Regions from separate parts of the Mus musculus genome. Here all the other regions are linked to region 1. Evidence: chromatin contacts called from public HiChIP or PLAC-seq and Micro-C data. All regions are on one chromosome and are shown on one strand. Each heading gives the region's core, a stretch centred on a gene start, on an enhancer-like site or on the middle of the called end of the contact. The rest is flanking DNA. Distances are from core to core; before and after follow the strand shown.

Region 1 (2,930 bases), core at 116-2,615:
CTTCCCTCCTGCTCTGCCTCCCTCCTCTCCTTCCCTCCCTCTGTCTCTCCTTCCTTACCTTCCTCCCTCCATGTATTCTTCTCTCCTGGTTCTGATGAGGAGTTCACCTCTAACTCTCTTTTTCTACGTTTTCATTTCCTCTTATCTACACTTCCTCTATCCCTCCCTCTTATCTCTTCTTCTTTCTTCTTCCTTCCTTCCCTTTCCTTCACCTTCCTCCCTTCTCCCTCCCTTCCTTTTCTTCTTTCTGTTTCCATCCTTCTTTCCTTCTCTTCCTTTCCTTCCTTCCTCTCCTTTACTTCCTTCCTTCCTTATTCCCTCTTCTGTCCTTCCTTCTTTCCTCATTTCTTTCTCTCAACTTTGACATTTTGTGTAAGTATATAGTTTTACATCATTATATTGCATGTTGTACAACCCTGCCTCTGCTCCCCTTTGCCTGCCCCCTCACTAGTCACCTTGTCCTCCTCGACTTTTCTATTCTTCCATGTCAGATGGAAGATGACTTCATGCATTTGAATAAAATACAGGAGGCACAAATGAGAGAAAGCAGGCCATTTTATTATGAATTCTCTTAATATGATTATCTCCAGTTGCGATTATTAGCCTACAAAGGACAACTTCATTCTTCTTTATGGCTGAAAATATTTCTGCTGCATCATGTGGTCAACTCAGGCAATCCTTGTCTACTGTGCCTTCCAAGCCTTCCAACATGATGCTGACCAGAGCTTCTGTGAACTTTGATTGTGGGACATTGGAAGTCCCCTCTTAACACATGCTGTGTAAGGTAGCATGGAGGGCCAGTGCTTAATATTGCTAAATCTGTTGTATCATGTGTTTTCAGAGATGTCACGGGGAGCCTTGTGGGAAGGAAAGAAAGGGGAAGGAAGGGAGGGGGGGGAAGGAAGGAAGGTAAGGGAAGCAAAAAGATAGTTGCCGCTGCCGACTTTGAAGTTCTCTGCCTGCAGTCAGCAGGTCACTGCGTGTAGGAGGACCAGCGTGTGGTGATGCTGAGTCAGATGACACGGCCACGTAGAAGAAAGAAAGTCCAGGGAGTAGTCACAGAACTGAGAGCCTGGCTTTGTAATACCAAGTGTTAGGAGCACAGCCTTGAGCCATAATTGGAAGTTCTTTCAGCCACTGTCACAATCTAATGCTACTAGCCAGCCATGCCCAAAAGTGAGATTTCGATAATTTTTTAAAATTCTAGGGCATGGGTTGAGATAGGAAACTGGGCACCAGAATCAGGAAGCAGATGGAGTGATATGCACTGAATCAGTGTCTGAAATTCTGCCTGCCGCCCAAGTCACTGGAAACCCATTATGTGTGGCATAGATCTTAGTTCCTGGTTCAAAGTCTCCTCTGTGGTTAGATGCCATGCATGAGTCAGTCACACCAACATTCTAGACTTGCATCACATTCCTTAGCCCTTGGTTCTAATTTGAAAAACATCAAGTAGGAAGAGGCTGCTGGTGGGCTGGAGAGATGGCTCAGTTGGTGAGGTGCTTTGTTGACAACTCCAGCCCTGGAGAGGTGGACACAGGCAGGCTCACTGAGCAGCCAGCCTGCTTGCCTTCTTGGGAGTGTCATGCCAGAAAGGGACCCTGCCCCAAAAGAAAGGTAGAGTGTGCCTGTAATATGACATACGATGTTGTCCTCTGGCCTCTGCACTCACTCACACATGCGTGCCTTCACCCTGGCACACACATGTACCAGCATTCACACGAACACACATACGTAACCAAACAGCAAGAAGAAAGATCTATTGACGTTTCCATTTTTTTTTTTTTTTGAGAATGGAGACATCGTCTTCTTTATAGCCAGACCTCCTGGGTTAAAATATCAGATATTTAATGCTTGGTGTCTGTTTTTCTCTCAAACTCAAGAACTGGGAGGCATTAAGAGAGGCAAAACAGGTCTGCTACATTCAGAAATACAACTGAGTTTAAACCAGAGCTGTCCTTTTGTTAGCATGCATTCCTTCTGAAAACAGACTACAGCTGAAGCCATCACACTTCTGAGTTTGTGTTTCACAGAACAAGTCAGTGTTTAGAATTCCTCTGACACAGGTCGTGGTATGGTTGGCTCCCTGTCTCAATACCCTATCCACTGAAGCCTGAAAATCTGAATCCTGTCTCTCCTCAGCAGAATCCACATGCAAACATCTGGATGCAAGGGTACACATCATACCAGAAGTCTTATGGTTGGACACGAAACAAAGACAGGAGAATTCTATGGAAGCACCTGGGTCAGTTAGTCAAGAGCACAGAACACAGTGGGACAGATACAAGAGAGACACGTGACTCAACACGGTGGGACAGATACAAGAGAGACACGTGACTCAACACGGTGGGACAGATACAAGAGAGACATGTGACTTAACACGGTGGGGGAAAAGAACCAAGGCCCCCAAATTGTCTTCTGACTTCATCCCATGTCCTGTGGCACACCCGTGCTTGAACACACATATACACACAGAATAAATAAGTAGATGCACACACAGACGACTTCCCTTGACTCAAGGAATGCCATTGGCTACATTTTCATGTTCAAGGTTAACTTTTAACTTGCATAACATTCCACACTCGTCGAGGGGATATTTGTTAAATGCCAATCTGTTTGTTTTTGACGGGGCTCACTGTGAAAATGATTTGCAAGAGTGTGATCATTGATTAAGGTAATTCTTTGTGAGTAAGTGTGTATATAAATGTTCATATGTGCTCGTGTGTGTATTGCATGGTACATGTGTGCACCTGCATGTTGACATCAGAGGTCAGCACTGGCTGGTTTCCTACATGGCTTTCCACTGTATTATTATTTTGTATTATGTGTGTGTGCACACATGTGCGTGAATGTATGTGTGTGCTATGCATGTACCTGTGCATTTGCATGTGAATGCGTGCATAGGTACGCATGTTCCATAGCATATGTGG
Region 2 (2,930 bases), core at 125-2,624, 140 kb after region 1:
CACCGTTTCTTAATTATATAAGAGAGAGAAAAGAAGAGGCAGGGAGAGAAGGAGAAGGAGTGCAAGGGAGAAAAGGAGAGAGAGAGAAGCGGGAAGAGAGGGAAAGGACAGAGAGAAAGAGAAAGAAGAAAGGAGAGAAAGGTGGCGAGAGAGGGAGAGCATGGCCTGCTTGCTTCTTTAGGTTGTAAAAGTCTCTGGCCTCTTTCAGTAACCAGCATCTTCAAGGGACATAATGTAGCAGAAATAACACCTGAATGTACAGGGCAGTGGGGAGAGAGAATAGGGAAGCCACTGGCCTATTCTGGTATTCTGAACTTCATGTGGCTATTTGCTTTAAGGCTGATATGCTCCAGGAATGAGTCACCACTCCTATGAAAGTGTCAAATTGTAAATGGCTAGATATTTGGATCACAGCTAATGCAGGGTAACGGAACTCAGTTCAACTTTATTGCTTTTCTCTAAGAGGCCAACCAACAGGTTTGGGGTCGGTCAAGATTATTCCTGGCATGTGGGGGTTGAACAGTGGGGCGAGGAGCTCAGCTTCGCTTTCATCTTTAACTGCCCCACTTCCTTTAGAACCCCTCAGCAGATGGCAAGATAATCTGTCTGGTTCCTTGTAGCGTCTTGTGATCTCTCCCTAAGTGTGAGCCGGCCGGCTCCAGATCCTGTTCAAAGACTCAACTTTCAAAGCAAATATACACACAAGGCAGGGGTATTTTCGAAAACAAAGGTTATCATGTTTCCCCGAGGGGGACAGAAGAGCACGGGGAATGCTGGGAATAGAGTAAGTTCAGTTCACATGGCAGGATCCCTTAAAGATTGCATCCTGGAAAATGTATGACCAAACTGAACAGCAGCCAAGGGGAATAAGTGGGGTGGAGAAGAGAGAAACTCAGATGAAAGCCAGGAGAAAGGAAATGTTTCAGCAGAGGCTGAAGGTTCAAGGGATGTGTCCAGAGGCAGGATTCTGTGTCAACTGCTGACTGAACCAAACTTGTGCAGTAAGGACACACACACACACACACACACACACGCACACACGCACGCACGCACGCACGCACGCACGCACGCACGCACGCACGCATGCACGCGCGCACATACACACAGACATGCACGCATAGAAGCATGCCCCACCCTTGGAGGGAGAGAATGTCGTATTTCATCTCTTGCTGTGGAATGTAGCGGCTGATAAAACAGCAGACAATATTTCTGAGAACAGAGACAGCCTGTCTGAACCCAGCTCAACTTCTCCTTCTTATCACTTTGTGAAAACATGCTATCTTCAAGAGCCAAATTAGCTTTTCATGATACGGCTTCTTGGCAGCTCACACTGAGCGTCGGAGGGTTGAATGGGAATGACTAAGCGGTTTCATGAGCCAACTTCTTCCCAGATCTACTGCCTTGATGGGTTTGGTGTCAGTCAGACATGTAGGACCTTTGTTCCTTCAGAGACGACGAGATCTCTAGAAAAGTTAATTTTATTCTGAGAAAGACATGAGCAGGGGAGTCACAAAATGGGCCACAGGGTACTCTGTGGTGAGGAACTAGTTGACTATGCACACATGAGTGTTCTTCATTTTCTGTTTAGAATATTCCAGATTAGGATATATTTAGTGCAATCAGGATGAAGTCAGGAGTTAAAGAAAGTAAAGCTTGTCTCAGATGTTAGAAAGAATATTCAAATTTTATTTTTATGATTTTTTTCTACTACCACTAAGTTTCTCTCTCTCTCTCTCTCTCTCTCTCTCTCTCTCTCTCTCTCTGTGTGTGTGTGTGTGTGTGTGTGTGTGTGTGTGAGAGAGAGAGAGACAGACAGACAGACAGACAGACAGATAGACAGACAGACATGTGGAGGTCAGAGGACAATCGGCAGCATTTAGTCCTCTCCTTTTATCACATGGATTCTGCTCCTGAACTCAGGTCCTCTGACCGGGTGCCACGAGCCTTCCCTGCTGAAACAGCTCACTTGTCCTTCCTGGCGCATTTCTATCTGGGTAGGGAGTTGTCCTCACAGAGCTACAGGATGCTTAGATTTTCGTGGAAGCTTTGTTTCATTCATCAGTTTTCTGTTAGATAGAAATAAAAGGTTGTCAAAGATCACAACCAAAATATAAACTGCCAACGTCTAATGTTTGTGATTTACGGCGTGAATGAAGAGGGTGTCTGACAGCGGCCTCATTCACCGATACCCTCTTCCTTGTGAGCTCTGCAGAGTCTGAAATGAGGATTCTTGCTCCCAATGTTTCCTGACTAGTGAAACACTCTTCAGTTAATGGAGCCCTACTCTTTTATTTTGTTTTCTTATCGTTTTAATTCCTGTATGGTGTATGTGCTATGTGTGCACACATGTATGTGTGTGCACACAACTCTTCTAGCTTTCAGTGGTAATTTTTAATCAATATTTGTATACAGATAACTGTACTACTTTCAATATGGCACACCCCAACTTAATATATTTAAGGTGAAGCTTAGGTTGCCATTTAATCTCTATTAAATATCCCTCCCCCCCCCCAAACAATGAAGTCCATTTTCTCTTCCAGAAGGAGAGTCTCGGTCCCTGTCATTTCCCATCACAAACAGTTATGATAAAAACGTCCTGCCAAAACAACTTAATAGAGAAAGGCTTTATTTACACTGACAGCCCATCAAGGCAGGGAAATCAAGGTGTCAGGAGACAGAAGCAGCTGCTCTCATCACACGCACGGTCAGGAGGCAGAGAGTGATGCAGGCTGCTGCTGACTCCCTTCCTCTCTTGCATAGTCCAGGATCCCAGCCAGGGGATGGTGTCGCCCACAGTGGGCAGAGCTCTTTACATCAGTGAATACAAGCAAGATAACCCCACAGACATGCCTAAGAGGCTCATCTTCCAGGACCTTCTAGTTTCTGTCAAGCTGACAGTGGACTGACTACCACAATAGCCAATGTAAGTG
Region 3 (2,930 bases), core at 136-2,635, 140 kb before region 1:
TTGAAACATCTAATACCAAAAAGGAAAAAAAAAAGTCCTTGATTTCCACTTTAAAAAAATTCTTTCTTGCTGGGCAGTGGTGGCGCACGCCTTTAATCCCAGCACTTGGGTGGCAGAGGCAGGCAGATTTCTGAATTTGAGGCCATCCTGGTCTACAGAATGAGTTCCGGGACTGCCAGGGCTATACAGAGAAACCCTGTCTCGAAAAACAACAACACGACAACAACAACACCACCCCAAAACAACAACAACAAAACCCAAACAAACAAACAAACAAAAAACCCCAAGCAACCGAACAAATAAAAAACCCCCAAAAAACAAATACAAAAATAAAAATTCTTTCTTGCTCCCTTTTCTAACTGAAATGTAGATACCCCAGGGTTACTGCTTTCTTTTGCCTTATCCTGGGGAAGTGGATCCTTCAGGCTCCATGATGTGTGTTCTCTTTACCATCTTCAGCCTGTTTCTGCCACCTCTTCCCTAAACCCATTTACCATATGAAACCCCGATGGTTAATCTTGACGGACAGGATTTAGAATAACCATGTAAACAAACATCTGGGCATGTCTGTGAGATGAGAGACCCACTGAACATGAGTAGCACCATTCCCTGGACTGAGTTCTTGGGCTGAATGAAGAGAAGGAACAGAGCCCTGGCTTGTATTGCTCTCTGCTTCCTGACTGAGTTTGTAATGGAAGCCGCTGCCCCATCCTCTGACCACAGGCCTTGCCTATCATGATGGGCTGCTGTAGACTTGAACTGTGAGCCTATGTAAACTCTCCTTTGCCAGACACCTTGTCACAGCAACGCAATGAGGAGTGACAAACACGCCTGCTGTGTTTCTGTGGTGACCCATGGTCTTCGGCATCCTTCTGCCACACCTCGTGGTTTATCTGGTTTTAACCCTTTCCCCCCACGATATAATTTCATCATTATTGGTCCTCAGCCACCCACCCAGTGGCACTGTCCCAGACTCTGTTATTACCAATTACCTAACCATCACTCATCATCCTGGTTTCAGGTCTTTGGTGACTCAGGTCTTGCTGTTCTTCTAGTTCACCCTGTCTGGCTTTTCTCATACCAGTGCTTACTAAACTAATTGTAATCACACCACGAACTAGGGATTGCTTTTATTGTAATCTTTTCTTTATTGTTCACAGTGTCCCACTGATACTTCATAGAAGAAAATCATAATTCTATTACAAATATTCATGTAACACCTCCCCTCTCCTTCTTGTTACTGTGGAAGACTTCTAATTCCAGATGAATCCAGCTTTCTTTTTTTCCCTGTAAGCACACATCACAGCCACACTGGAGAGCAAGATTCATCGACCTCTCTCTAATTCCTTCCCACTTACCTCGGGCGGGCCCCAATGCTGCCTCACAGAGTGTTCTCTTGCCTGGGTCTGTTCATGTTCCCACTCACCTAGCATGACTAATTGCTACACTCTCTCTCCTCCAGCTAGCTCTGCCATTTCACTGAAAATGTAAAAGGCTTCCTGCATAACATCTCCAACCCTTCCAAGCCATCCCCCTGCCTTCATGTTCCCTCCTAAGCTCCCTTGCTACTGCAGATGACTCAATGCCTTCCTAGGAAAGGTCACCCTTTTATTCATGCCCAAGTCCCATACTCCCCTTCATGAGACACCCTCAGCAAATCTGTCCCCTTGCATCTGAATTACTCCCATCTGCACACAAACATCTGTGATGTTTAATATTGGTCACTAACTAGACAGAATCCATAAAATCACTAGTGACAAGGCTCCTGTCTTAGTCAGGGTTTCTATTCCTGCACAAACATCATGACCAAGGGTTTGACTTCCTTGGTGATGACTTGACCAAGTTGGGGAGGAAAAGGTTTATTCACCTCACACTTCCATACTGCTGTTCATCACCAAGGAAGTCAGGACTAGAATTCAAGCAGGTCAGGAAGCAGGAGCTGATGCAGAAGCCATGGAGGGATGTTCTTTATTGGCTTGCTTCCCCAGGCTTGCTCAGCCTGCTTTCTTATAGAACCAAGACTACCAGCCCAGAGATGGCACCACCCACAAGGGGACCCCCACCCCCATCAATAATTGAGAAAATGCCTTACAGCATGGATCTCATGGAGGCATTTCCTAAACTGAAGCTCCTTTCTCTGTGATAACTCCAACCTGTGTCAAGTTGACACAAAACTAGCCAGTACAGCTCCAGCCTTATCTGGAAGTGAGTTTTTAGATTTGGTTGAGGTAGAACTGCCTACCCTGGACATGGGTGGTAGCGTTCCCAAGGTTGGGGTCCTAGATTTAAAGAGGAAAAGAAAAGGAGAAGCCAGTGAAGTAGCCAGAATTCCCTATTCTCTGCTTCCTGAGTGTGGATGCAACAGGACCTGCTGCTTCAGGTTCTGGCTCCCATGAATTCCCTACCACAATGGACTAGCTGTGCAGTCAGATTATGAGCCAAAAGAACCCTTCTTTCATGAACTTGCTTTTTGTTAGATACTTATTATAGCAGTGAGGAGAGTAATTAATGAAGCATTACAATAACAAGTGAATAGATAAATGAAGGAATAAATAACAGCTTGCACAGGAAAAGAGAGCTCTTGACTCCTTTTGCAGAGACCACCTAATCGTTCTGCCTTTCCTAGACACCTCCCCTTCCCGTCTTAGGCTCCTCCCCTTCCGGTCTTAGGTTCTTCCTCTTCCTGTTCTCCGATCAGACCTCTCCGCATTTTGCTGCAAACAAATTTCTTGTCAGTGATTCTTTATATTGTTCAGACCATTCTCAGCTCTCATTTATTTCTACATCTTGGCAACATTTAACATACTTCTTCAATTTTCTCTGTCAAAGCTAACACAGTGAAGGACTTGGGATGAGACTCAATGGAGCAACCTCTGCAGTTATCATGGTCAAAGCTCCAAGTTTAGTCCCTGGTACCATACAATAAATAA

The links. Hi-C and Micro-C count contacts between places; a contact is called where the count stands out from the background. HiChIP or PLAC-seq counts read pairs in DNA pulled down with a chosen protein or histone mark.
Region 2: a FOXA1 HiChIP or PLAC-seq map of pancreatic cancer cells shows a contact between it and region 1. The contact joins two enhancer-like sites. A contact is called at or near these places in 2 of 484 Hi-C or Micro-C datasets (nephron progenitors and uterus) and 2 of 115 datasets of contacts at active chromatin or transcription factors (heart atrium and pancreatic cancer cells).
Region 3: a Micro-C map of muscle stem cells shows a contact between it and region 1, with 4 times the contacts expected there. The contact joins two enhancer-like sites. A contact is called at or near these places in 3 of 484 Hi-C or Micro-C datasets (muscle stem cells, myocytes and nephron progenitors) and 1 of 115 datasets of contacts at active chromatin or transcription factors (pancreatic cancer cells).

What each region holds. Positions count from the first base shown.
Region 1 is chr9:117,015,221-117,018,150 of GRCm38.p6, reverse strand. The region is part of intron 3 of Rbms3 (RNA binding motif, single stranded interacting protein); the gene reads left to right. Among named protein-coding and RNA genes, the nearest start is that of Gm39452, 180 kb to the left of the region's middle. Within about 2 kb of position 1,365, at least 46 of the 459 cell types and tissues checked have an H3K27ac peak or open chromatin away from gene starts, as enhancers often do. A contact at or near this core is called in muscle stem cells and pancreatic cancer cells, where this site is marked.
Region 2 is chr9:116,871,550-116,874,479 of GRCm38.p6, reverse strand. All of the region lies in intron 4 of Rbms3 (RNA binding motif, single stranded interacting protein), which reads left to right. Among named protein-coding and RNA genes, the nearest start is that of Gm39452, 320 kb to the left of the region's middle. Within about 2 kb of position 1,374, at least 94 of the 459 cell types and tissues checked have an H3K27ac peak or open chromatin away from gene starts, as enhancers often do. A contact at or near this core is called in pancreatic cancer cells, where this site is marked.
Region 3 is chr9:117,150,661-117,153,590 of GRCm38.p6, reverse strand. All of the region lies in intron 1 of Rbms3 (RNA binding motif, single stranded interacting protein), which reads left to right. Among named protein-coding and RNA genes, the nearest start is that of Gm39452, 42 kb to the left of the region's middle. Within about 2 kb of position 1,385, at least 25 of the 459 cell types and tissues checked have an H3K27ac peak or open chromatin away from gene starts, as enhancers often do. A contact at or near this core is called in muscle stem cells and pancreatic cancer cells, where this site is marked.